Linked DNA regions of Mus musculus: region 2 is linked to region 1. A link is a contact called in public Hi-C data. All regions are on one chromosome and are shown on one strand. The core of a region is the stretch at or near the end of the contact, and the rest is flanking DNA. Distances in the headings are between cores, read along the strand shown. Region 1 overlaps 4933427E13Rik (RIKEN cDNA 4933427E13 gene). Region 2 overlaps 5730522E02Rik (RIKEN cDNA 5730522E02 gene).

Region 1 (6,078 bases), core at 3,199-5,698:
ATTTATTTATAAATCTATTGCAAAAGCTAATGTTTAACACATGCACACATTTTTTATATTCCTTTTCCTTTTTGGTTCTGTCATATCATTAGATAAATATACTTAATGAAGGTTTATTATGGAAATAAAATAATCTAAACAGCATTGTATGGTACACTGTATTGTGAAAGTTATTTTAAAAGCCTATTAAAGTCTCTGCTCGTGCTTGTCCAAGTTTGCTAGAGGCAGGGATGATAACTTAGAAGAAAACTCTAGTTTGCTTATTCCATCAATACATTCTTGTTTATTACTCAGTCTAGCTACTCTCCCTTTTAGCCATCCAATTTCTGTAGTTTAGCGTTAAGTAAGACTACAAGTCAAGAGAATTTTTAAATGAATTCTGGTGTCTAAAGGCTACCAGAATTTTAAGATAAGTTTGTTATCTAGTAAAAAAAAAAACAGGATAATAAGTGTGTCTTACAAAACATGCCTTGAGCTCTAAGCATCATTTAACTTTTCTGAAAAGAAATATACCAAGAACATGTATTAATTGATGTGTTCTGTTCAGTGCAAACCAATTAACATGGTATTGTATTAAAAGGAAATATTCATCAAGCTAACAAAGGAGTATTTTAGTTTTGATTGGTAGAAATGGGTTTCTCCAGTAATTGATGTTTTGATATCTTGGTATTTTATGGTCAAAGAAAGAGCTTATATACCCAAATGCATTTCCATGGGAAAGACCCAGAGATATCAATGGTGAACTCTGCTGCCTGACTTGAGCGTTGGATCCAGTCCCGAATATCTCTGTAGGAAGCAGTTAACACTGCCTCACCTCTGGGCTGCTGACTGAGAGCATACTCTGAACAACGTGGTTCTAACAGTGACCTATCAGTAGGAAAATACAGAAGCAAAATATGGAGACGAGCTCAAAGGGATTCTGTCCAATCCCACATCATGGGTGAACACAATGGTTCCATGTCCAAGTAGAGATGGCCAGGAAAAATGGACAGGTCATTCGGGAAAGGCCTTGGTCTCATGATACAGAAGATGTGCACTCTCTAAAGACATCAGGCACCCCAGTTTCTGGAGGTCATCTTTTCAAGTCACTGTGTTATTCTTTTATTTCAAAGGGTGGGCATTTTAAGGCCACACTATACATTTTTTTTATTAGATATTTTCTTTACTTACATTTCTTTTTTTTATTTCATTTTTATTAGATATTTTCTTCATTTACATTTCAAATGCTATCCTGAAAGTCCCCTATATCCTCCCCCACCCTGCTCCCCAACCCACCCACTCCCATTTCCTGGTCCTGGCATTCCCCTGTGCTGGGGCATATGATCTTCTTAATTTCAGTCTTTAAGGGACAATGTCAGGCAGGGATGAAATCCCAACACCCAGACATTCCCTTTGGGAAAAGTATTTTTTAAAAAGTAAATGTAGTACTATCTCTCTAAAATAAGATCTTACTCAAAACCTCAACCAGCCAAAATATATTTTTAAAGAAAGATAAAAGTGGAAGCCTCAGGCTGCTGGCTTCTACCCCACTGTTCACATATGGCAGTTACTTTGGAGTCATCCGTGGCCATTACAGGAACTCCAGGCATCCAGGTGGAAAACAGGAATACAGGCCCTATGAGAGGCATGCCTTTCAGGCTCACCTAATATGAAGATACATGTAGGTATATATCATATACCCACACAGGTATGCATATATTGCATTATATGTATTCCAGTTTCTTGAACTATGAGTCATAACTTTACACAGGTTCACATGACTAAATGTGGAGTTTGCTAAAAAGGTTTCTGAGTGCACAGGAAACAAAAATCAATTGGAAATCAAACAGGTCTGACAGCCTTTGTGCTGTATGCTATGTTTTTGTACGGCCTGGTTTCTGCACACACAAAATGTGCTCTTTGCATGTCATCCTGTCACAGGATGCCAAGCATGGTACCTGGACTGGCAGGCTTTGACCTGAGAGCACAGTACATGGAATTGGGAAGGATTCACTGTGGTGCAGTGCTGTCTTCTCTTAGAGAAACCTAAAGGGGAGGAAGACTCAGTGGGTAAGAGCGCTTGCTATATAGTACCAGGACTTGAGATTGAATCCTGAAAATTCCAGTTGGGTGTGGTTTCCTGCATCTGAAAACCGAGCACTGGGGTGTGAAGATGGATCACTGGGGCTTGTTGTTGCAAGTCTAGGTTACAAGCTACAGAGTTAGTGAGAGACCCTGTTGTAAGGGAATATGGCAGAGGGTGATAACAGACACCTGATATTATTCTCTAGCCTATGTGTACTCATGGATAGGAACACACAGCATGCCACATGTACCCCAAACATATAACATACACACTTACAAATAACTAAAACCTAATGTCTTAATTATAGTAAATAAATATTTTACTGCTTCCTGCTATAATTCCTCAGTATATAAATATAAATCAGCATATCTTTGGGTTGTATTGTGGTGTAATTCTTGATTTTAAATAATGCTACTTATTGAGTTCAGTTTTATAAAAGACCATTAGGTGAATTTTGGTTTGGAATTAGGACAGAATTCCAACTGTTTCTGAAAAGATCCCAAAAATGCATTTGTTATTTTGAGCTACATGCTGGTACATAGAGGTGTTCTAGGTATTAACAATAGTAAAATGAACAATCTATCTGAAAAGCACTGGAATGTTCTCTACCTTGTAGTATCAACTATTAAGACAGTTTAATTCTTTATGTCAAAATAAACACATCCATCCTATTAGTAAGCAATTTTCCTTTCTTCTGTAATTAATAATAAATATATATACATATATATACTAAAATATCATTCTGTTTTATTTATATGTAAATGTTTTGTGTATGTGGCTGTTATTGGATACTATAGGCCATGTAAAAATTTCTCAAGTTAAAAGGACAACCAGTGGAAAGTTCAAGAAACCCAGCTATGCAATAGTTGTATACATGTATTGTATACACAGGTGTGTACACATGGGTGTGGTTTTTTGGGGGCTTAATATTAATATAAGCACACCTAAACATATAAGGACAGAGTTTTTGTGAGACAAGCTTTTGCTAAAGAGCCCAGACTATACTTGTCCTGCAACCCCCTTGTCTCAGCCTTGTTTATGCTGACATTGAAGGCATGTGCTACCACACAGGGCAGCGAGAGGTCATAAGGAAAAGAGAAGTCACTGTGACTGTGATTGGTTCCATACCCGGGGTGTGGAAAGACAAGCTGTGCAGTATTTCTCCTCTGCTGGGCATATTTTCAGAGCCGTGCGTGGGGATTTATCTGCATACACTGTGCCATTTATAACACTGCTGCAAATAAGGAAGACCACGCTCATTAGCAAGCATCGCCACTGTTTGGATAAGGATATTAGGCAGACATGGCTGAAATGCGAGACTTTTTTAGAGAAAAGAGACAAACCTAGAGATAGGAATCTGCATCTTTATCTTCTGCCTGTTTACTGCTTCATGAACAAAACGAAAAGGAGGAGGACGGAGAGGGCAAGAGGAGGGAAAAGGGGCGCTTTATAAGCTGGGGCACACAGGGCAGAGTGTGAGTATCTTAACTAAGCAGAGATGATTTCACCATGCAATTTCTCAGAAATAGTGACTCCACCTAAAGAACTTCCTGCCCTAAAACACTAGAGCTACAGATGGAAAGAGAACTTAAGAAAAAGATTTAAAAAAAAAATCATTTATCTCTACCAGTTTGAACAAATGTTGACATATAATGCAGATAAGGATTTAAACTTGACTGGCTAGTTGCCCTCACCTTCCTTCAGTCTCCACGACCCCCACCCCCACCCCCGCGCGCCCCATTTGCCTCATACAGCGATTTGTGGTTTTGCATATGCAACTGTTTTCCGTAGGGTAATTTTTGCTTCTAAATCCCGAGAAAAGAATAATCAGGTGCCCGCGAAGTGGTGTCTGCTCATCTCCCCACACGTGACCGCTTTCTGTCTGGTGCTTTGTCATGGTGCCTTCAGAACAGACTTCAGCGGCTCCCTTTGTTATCCTGGCCTGATAAATAAACAGCACAAAATTACCGAACTTATTATGGTAATTGAGAGAAGGGACCGGAATGCTGAGCTCGCCCCCCGCCCCCTTCTCTCGCAGGGCCGCTGCAAAAGTTGTCCAAACCTGGGCTGCACTCCAGCTGATGTGTAACCTCAGCACCTCTCCTGAAGCCCCTTCTCTTCCCCCCAGCTTCCCCACCCTTGGTGATTGTTTTCTGTCCATCTCAAGCTGGGTGTCAGTTCATTTAGATTTACATCAAGTAGTAAATTAAAATAATCACTCAGCAAACACTCTGAGCTCAGTTTTCCCTTTCAGGCAGGAGTTGCACGAGCTGCTTGAAGCATTCAAGCAGAAAATATTGCTGTCTAGATATTTGTCCTCTGGGTGATAAAGGAGGCATTGTCTTGGGACCCACTCAGGCCTTGGAGCCGCTCTTCACTGTGCATCACAGCTGTGAAGCGCGCTTTGTTATGTGTCTGAGGACTCGGGTTCAGGACCTTGTTTTTCTAGAAATACCAGACTGATCAGAGCTGCATATGTTCAGGGGAAAGCAGGGGTCGGTGGTTCTCTGTCCACATTTTTACTAGATTATTCTTGGACAGAACTCTGGGAAAATACCCTGCAGCATAAACCATCCCAAGAGTTTTGCTTTGTTTTAATTCATTTTCTCCCCTTTCCTTGCTTTTCCCTCTCTGTTTGCATTCTGCATTTTTAAACTCCCAGAAAATGCTGCTGTTGATCTGCATAAGTCAGAAACAAAGGCTTACAGCTCTGCGGCTTTCCCCGCTTTGAACCTGGGGCCATAATGTACCAAGTTATAAACCTGTTCCTTTGTGTTCTCATTACAGCACATCTATCTGCCCATTTAAAAAATCAAACTGTGGGTTCAGCCACCTGGGAGGAAACACAGAGTGGGCTAAAGAGGCTTTTCCACACTTGTAAATGATCACTGAGATCTTGAAATGAAAGTAGTTGACGAGGAAAAATGAAGCTGAATGAATTAAAAGAAAAGCTAAAGCTGGAAGTCTACAGTCTCTAACTCGTCACATTGTTATTTCATCGGTTTTTTTGCAGGTATGTTTCACAGAGTGCAAAGGAGTAAAATATTTGTTACTCGAAAGTAGCGAGAGCAAAAACATCAAATGATAAGATGAATGGTGACAGGCGTCTGAATGAAAATTGGAATTTTTTAGTCAATTATCTGAATTTCTCTGAATAGTTCCACTTGCTTGCTTAATTGACTACAGCTATTGATTTTCAGCTAGATATTTGACATTATGTTGTATTTGTATTTAAGCCAAGATCACTATCATGAGTGTGCGATCTGATATATTCTTTATTTTCAAATATGTATCTTCACTTTTTAAATGTGTTTATTTCAAAACAGAAGCAGAAGCATATCAAGTAAAACCCACACTCTCAAATAAATAACATGTGCATACATATGCATACATGTACATACGCATGCATACATGTATATATGCATGCATACATGCCACATGACTTTCTTATGATTGCATGGTTTCATATTCTTGAAGTTAAATAGCTTCCACTTTGGAGTGTTCTCTTTCTGTAGCTCTATGGTGATTGAAGCCATGGCTCTGCCCTGTGGCCCTACCACCAGCTGTAAAGTTCACCCTTTGGACAGTATGAATCTTTTCAGTAAAGACATGTCTGTGAGAACCGGAGATGCCATTGGACTGGCAACTCTAAGCCCTCCAATTATGCCAGGCTCTGTGAAAATAAATTGAAAGAATCACCAGACCAGAGAGAAAAATCATAGATCGATTCCAGTCATAGAATGGAGTTTGGGCTGTTTTATGTCTAAGACCTGATTTAGTTTAGAAATTTGGGTTGAAAGAAGCAAACTCAAGTATTTGATTTTGATTTGTTTTGGCTCCAGAGTAAGACAGCCTCGTACATTTTCCTGTTTTGCAATTAGGTGAATCAGCTTATATTCCCAGCTATTTCAGGCCTTCCTTTTCACATCTGCGCAATGGAAGTATTATCTCCCCCCCCCCCATCAGAAATGTTCCCCATAAAGTTGTTAAAATTCTTTGATACACAATGTGTA
Region 2 (5,840 bases), core at 1,549-4,048, 510 kb before region 1:
TGCTGGTGCTGCTGCTGCTGGTGCTGCTGATGGTGTTGGCCGTGCTGCTGGTACTGGTGCTGGTGGTGCTGCTATGATAGTGTTGGTGATATTGATGGTGCTAATGGTACTGGTGTTATAGTACAGAAGATGCTGGTTCTGGTGTTGATGGTGCTGGTACTAGTATCGATATTTAGGGTGCTGGTGTTGAAGCTTATAGTGCTGGTATTGGTGTTGTTGATGAAATTACTGATGTGCACTACCACACCTGGATTATGATTGTGGTAAAGGTATAAGGTAACATATGGAGAGTTGTAAGTATTCAGAGTTCATGCATCCGCCATTTTACTAGTATTCACTGAGGACTTGCTATGCATCTATTCCTCTGGAGACCATAGTGTTCAAAGCTATCATGGAGCCTATGTTTTACTGGAAGAGATTACCAGATAGAAACTATACAAGTGTAGTATGATTCCACCAATAGTACCTGGTGTGGAGGAAAACATAGTAATATAGGAAGTAATAATATTTGCATTGGGATTGGTAGTTTAGGTAAGATGACCATTAAAATGATAATCTTTAGCCTTTCAAAAGATGCTTTATATTAAAGGTCAGGTAAAATAATAGAATAAGTTATGAGACTATTGGGATGGCAGGGCATATGAAAGCACAAAGCAAGCATTTTATTTTTTTATTTGTTTTATTTTATTTTGCTTTTTCGTCAGGATTTCTTGTCTCATTTCACATAGGCTTTAGGTTTCCAAAGGCCACCTTCTATTGCCCAGGGAAACCTCAGGCTAAAAGCACCCTCTGTAAGAAGAGATGGTCTAATTCTTCTGGTGGCTATCTTTGGATGTATCAAGGTGCCAGGCCTGAGTCCTAGGTCCTGAGAGCAAAGAGGCAAATGTCTCTGCAACTGTGTGTTCCATCTTCACAGATGAAGATATGTGCTGCAGCCTACCTTGTTTGTACTCTGTATATGACTGTGAAGCCTCTCACTTCTAAGTGTAGGAATGTAACTCACTTATAAACCTTGTGTTTTAGTGGTAAAAACACATGACTTATGTCAACCTTAGCTTCCAAGTATTCTGAGCTCAGGCCTGTCAGTGGAACGTAAAAAACCATGGGATGAGCAGTACTGTGGCAAATGACAAGAAGATAGTATCCTTTTGCAATTATAGGATGAGCCTTACAGCTCTTCTTCCTCAGAAATATATATATATGTCATTAGATAGATAAAGAACGTGTACAAAAATCAAAAATACAGTCCATTCTGATCAAACAAGACATATACCAATGAAATGTACTATTGATACCAAATGCAGATGTAAATAGAATGAGTTATGAGACTATTGGCATAGCAGGGCATATGAAGGCACAAAGCAACAACCTGCTGCAAGATATGTTAGAAGTGTGACTGAGAAAGAAGAACCAAAGCCCATTATATTTTCCTCAACCCATGGCATCTTGGTTAGGATGCTCAATGAAAGTACTATTTAATAATACACCCACACAGGCCACCAAAGAGTCTCCTTCCTCAACCTACTGAGAAAGCTACTCGAGTTGACTGGGTCGGACTGACAATGAGGATGTTTCACTGACTGGCCTTTGCAGTCAGCACACATCATCCCTGAGACCCATTGTGTTACAAGATTGGAAAGGCAGCTAGCTGTAAGTGGAACATTTTCACCTTTATGAGAATTTCTAGCTATTTCCAGGGGGAAAAAAAAAAGCAAAACAGGAGCCCAAACTGTACTCTTTGCCCATCCAGGACAGAAAGTATGCTCTTTCCATGACCCAGGGTCTGACTTGCTATATCCCTGTCTCTGTCTTTCTTTCTCTCTCTGTCTCTTTTCCTCTCTCCTCTTTCTGTTCTCATTCACGTGTTTGTGCTCTCCGCTGCTTGTTTACTCTGCCTTTTATTTCTCTGGTTTATCACTGGCTCCTTTGCTTCCCATCATTTGATACATTATAAGTTTGGAATCTTTACCAGTTGTCCCCTTCAAAGAAAGCCCATTTCCTCCACATAGAATGTCTTTGGAACTGTGTGAATAAATCTGTTGAGAACGGGTAGATGGTTTCTAGGTAATCTGTGCAGACAGAACTGCCATTCAGTTCTGGAGCTTCAGATCAACCATCTGCAGAGAGAACCATCAGAAGCAAATTGGTATTTATGGCGAAACTGTCCTTTGCCCTCAACCCAACATCAAATTTGAAAACTTTCCAAGCTGTATCACACGTGTACATCTGGCTTTTGATGCTTTGAGGTGTGTGTCGGTGAGGAGGAATAGAGCTGATAAATATAGTTCCATTCTTTCATCCATTGGTGACCCAATTTTCCAGAGTCATTTTGCATGCAGAGAAAAAGAGTAATGATAGGCAGAATAAAATTGTGTCGTGAAAATGTGTTAAAAAAAAAGACATTTTAAAGATATTTGGTACTAGGCAATGACTTATCAAAAAGGCATTAACTACGTCCCCAATTATAAATATTGATAGTAAGAATATAATTTATCAGTACTAAGAGATTTTTCTAGTGTGGAGATGGATCTAGGTGCAACCATTTACACTGGTATGTCCCAAGGCATTCTGGTGGGAGCATCCAAGGATCCATGAGAAAAATAAAAGGCATGGAAGTCCCTCCTTGCCTAGCAACAATGGCTCTTTTCACGAATGTAGACGCAGAGCATGTCAATTCTTCCCAACCCCTCCCTGTATTCTTCTGGGAAGAAATCCCCACTCTCACTTTCTGCGTAACTTGGTGTAGTTCATGCTGGTGCCAAGTTGGACACAAGGGGGCACCGAAGAGCCACGGATTTTGCCCTCGGACCTTTCCACGAGTACAGTTTCCAACAGCAGCAAAGGCCAGGAAACCCTGGCCTTCTGGGGCAGAATACCTTCTCCTCAAGAAGCTGGCAGACCCATCAGCATGGTGGAACGGGAGGAATCAGCAAACGTCATCCACAGCTTGTGTTTACCCCTGCTTCCATCATGGCGCTAACGTTACAGCACCCCATGATGGTGGATAAAGTACCATATTAAATTCCCCTCCCTCCTTCCTCTGCAACCTCTCTACCATTCTCTCTTTCCTTCCTTCCTATTTTCTTTAACCAATTCAGCATTGCATCATGCTGTTTTAGAGAAATTGCAACAAAAATCTATTTTAGAAGAATCACCCGATATTAGAAAAAGTGATAATAGGCTTCCCAACAATGCATGTCAAGGACTGGCATCCTGACTGCATTCTTAACAAAGAAATTATTATTTTTCAATCCATCTGTTTGCCAAAGGAGACAGTTGCTTGTTGATTTCTTCTCCGAGCTTTGTCTCCTATCCTTACCTTAACAGTGAAAAACTGGCAGGGTTCTTGACACAACCCAAAGAGCCACGGGGTAATTCGTAGGGCAACAATAAAGTTATGTGCTAGTTTCTCTCATTGAAAAGGAGATGGGGAATTTGACTATTGATTTCAATTTTTCTCTGTCTGCGCAAGAGAGCTTGAATTTTATTAAACGCAGTCAATTTGTGATGAAATATTCTTTTTATTTTTCAAGATAGATTGCTGATTTACTTTCGAATGGTGGGAAAATAAGTCTTACCTGCTGGGTGCTGAAGAGAAGCACTTATTTGCTTTATCGATTTGGTCCATTTTTGTGAGATGTTTTCTATGTATTTTTTATTTAGCTACAAAACCTGCCTACAAAAGGTCCTGGCTCCTGGACTGCTTCAGTCTCCTGGAGAGCAGTTCCGGAAAGAAAAATTTGGGATTTATAAATAATTCTCTTGACAGAGAACCATTTCTTCAGTGGAAGCCTGTCCCTCAAGTGTGAATAAGCACAGATATAACTCCTGTACTTTTTGATTGGTTAGGTTCTCTTGTAGTTTGAAAATATGAATGAAAGAAACTTTTTGTCTTCCAAGTAGGACCTGCAGCTCATTGTCAAGAAAGAGGTGTGGAGCATCAGGGGTAATGTCATTCATGCAAAAGATGCTAGCTTTCAAAAACAATCCTCTGGCCTACACGTCTTTATTTTTGTATCAGAGGATTAAAAACCTCTTTTCTGAAAACAAAATTATGGTAATACTTCTTTGACAAAAAAAAAATCTTTATTTATTGAAAGATGTGTTTTTAAAGAGCATTCAGTCACAACGGAGAATACTTGACCTGGGATTCTAAGAGGGAAATGAGTTGTGCAGCTTTCAGTAAAATGTATGTATGCTTATGTATGGGAACCAGAGTGCATCTTGGAGTGAAAAGGTGAATCATTTTCTAGGAGTTAGGATGGTAGGTGATGTAACATTTGGATTGTTTATTTTATAACATGTTTTATAGGGAAAGGGCATTGGGAATTTTCGTCACAGTGATTCGTTTGGATACACGACACCAATTATGTTATATTTTAGGGAATGTTGGAATTAAATCATTTGACTGCTGGATTGTTTCCAAGTAGTATAGAATTCCAGTGGTGATAACCACTCCCAATCCATAGAGAGCATCAGACTGAGAGTTTTCTATGTAGACTGGAAAGATAAAAGGCAAATTTTGTTACAATTTAAATTGTGACTAGTATCTTAAGGAAGTAGACCCAAGACCCATAGCACTTTAATTTCCTGGGCAATCAGGTAAGACTGGCAAGTTCTAAAGAACTCTTAAGAGTAGTATAAGGACCTACACTGGAACCAGTGGCTGAGTTGTACAGCAAGATTTTTGTTAAATGAATGCTGGTTTTTGTAGAGTATGTGTGTGTGTGTGTGTATACACGTGTGTACATGCTTGTGTGGTGTATGTGTGTGTGCATGTGTGTGATAGGGCATAGCAAAGGGTTCTCACTACAGGGAGACAACTAACTGCGTGTGAATAAGGGCACTCACTACAGAGAAACAGCAACCAACAGTGTGTGACTATTGACAAGAGCCATACTGGCACAAATGTGATGTGTAATGTGTGTATGTGTGTGTGTAGTGTGTGTATGTGGTGTGTGTGTGTGTGTGTGTGTGTGTGTGCCCTTACATGGCAGGATTATAAAGCACACATACCTCTGCCCCTTTATCTTTTACAAGAGAACTGGTATGTTGTAAGTTAGTTCATATTCATAGGAGGTCAGTTAATTTTCTTCAGCTTTTAGTCATGCATAGAAGACAGCTAAAGATAGCAGATCTAAACCATTTCTTCTCCAGTATGTGCCTAAAGGTACTGATGCTGGGCTTTGAGAATACATTTAAATGTTAGAGGAAGTAGGATTTCTAGGCCAGTGATGGAAGTTAAATAGGTCCCTTTGTTTTGAACAGGGAGTGTGTAAAGGCTTTCCCTTTGAATAAGGATGGAAGCTAAAATACTTTTCTAGGACCGTTTCCGAATTTAATAACGTTGGCACTCAGGAATTTCAGTTTTCCCATCTATGGAGTGATCATCATTTGCACATTGCACATGGTAACCCATTCCCCACGGCTTATAGTTGTGCTTGTTTGGGACAAGGGCATTTGACAGGTGTTGGCTGCGGTTGTTCCCATTCTAAGTTTCCAGGCAGTGCATATGAAGGCAGTCTGGGAACACTTGCTGATCACTGGCAAGAGAGAAAGCGCTTGTAGGTGAGGCTGAGGTGGCAGGGTAGGAAGTAGTAACTGGAGCTTGCAGACAATAAACTTGCAACAGTTTTGCCAATTTGTCCATTTTTGAATTGTTTTGCAAAGGGATAGGAGGAAGAAAACTAAAGCAGTGATAACTGTGGATTCCCTGACCAGCACCTTTTCATATTTCCACTTCCATCCTTATAATTCATCATGAGGAGCCATTTGCCCATTCCCAGTATGGCTCTTGTCCATAGTCACATGCAGGTGCTTGCTGTTTCTCTGTAGTGAGC

Evidence for each region. A called contact is a pair of places that touch in the nucleus more often than the background predicts.
Region 2: a Hi-C map of cerebral cortex shows a contact between it and region 1, with 3 times the contacts expected there. The contact joins two enhancer-like sites. A contact is called at or near these places in 3 of 484 Hi-C or Micro-C datasets (cerebral cortex, cortical neurons and forebrain), 2 of 115 datasets of contacts at active chromatin or transcription factors (differentiating embryonic stem cells and embryonic forebrain) and 2 of 9 other capture datasets (embryonic stem cells and embryonic tail).

Annotation. Positions count from the first base shown.
Region 1 is chr11:25,355,376-25,361,453 of GRCm38.p6, reverse strand. 4933427E13Rik (RIKEN cDNA 4933427E13 gene) reads right to left here. Exons shown (of 8, transcript NR_045853.1): 4 at 3,818-4,007; 5 at 3,194-3,299. Among named protein-coding and RNA genes, the nearest start is that of 4933427E13Rik, 32 kb to the right of the region's middle. Within about 2 kb of position 4,448, at least 71 of the 459 cell types and tissues checked have an H3K27ac peak or open chromatin away from gene starts, as enhancers often do. A contact at or near this core is called in cerebral cortex, cortical neurons and forebrain, where this site is marked.
Region 2 is chr11:25,859,914-25,865,753 of GRCm38.p6, reverse strand. The region is part of intron 2 of 5730522E02Rik (RIKEN cDNA 5730522E02 gene); the gene reads left to right. Among named protein-coding and RNA genes, the nearest start is that of Gm51856, 79 kb to the right of the region's middle. Within about 2 kb of position 2,798, at least 18 of the 459 cell types and tissues checked have an H3K27ac peak or open chromatin away from gene starts, as enhancers often do. A contact at or near this core is called in cerebral cortex, cortical neurons and forebrain, where this site is marked.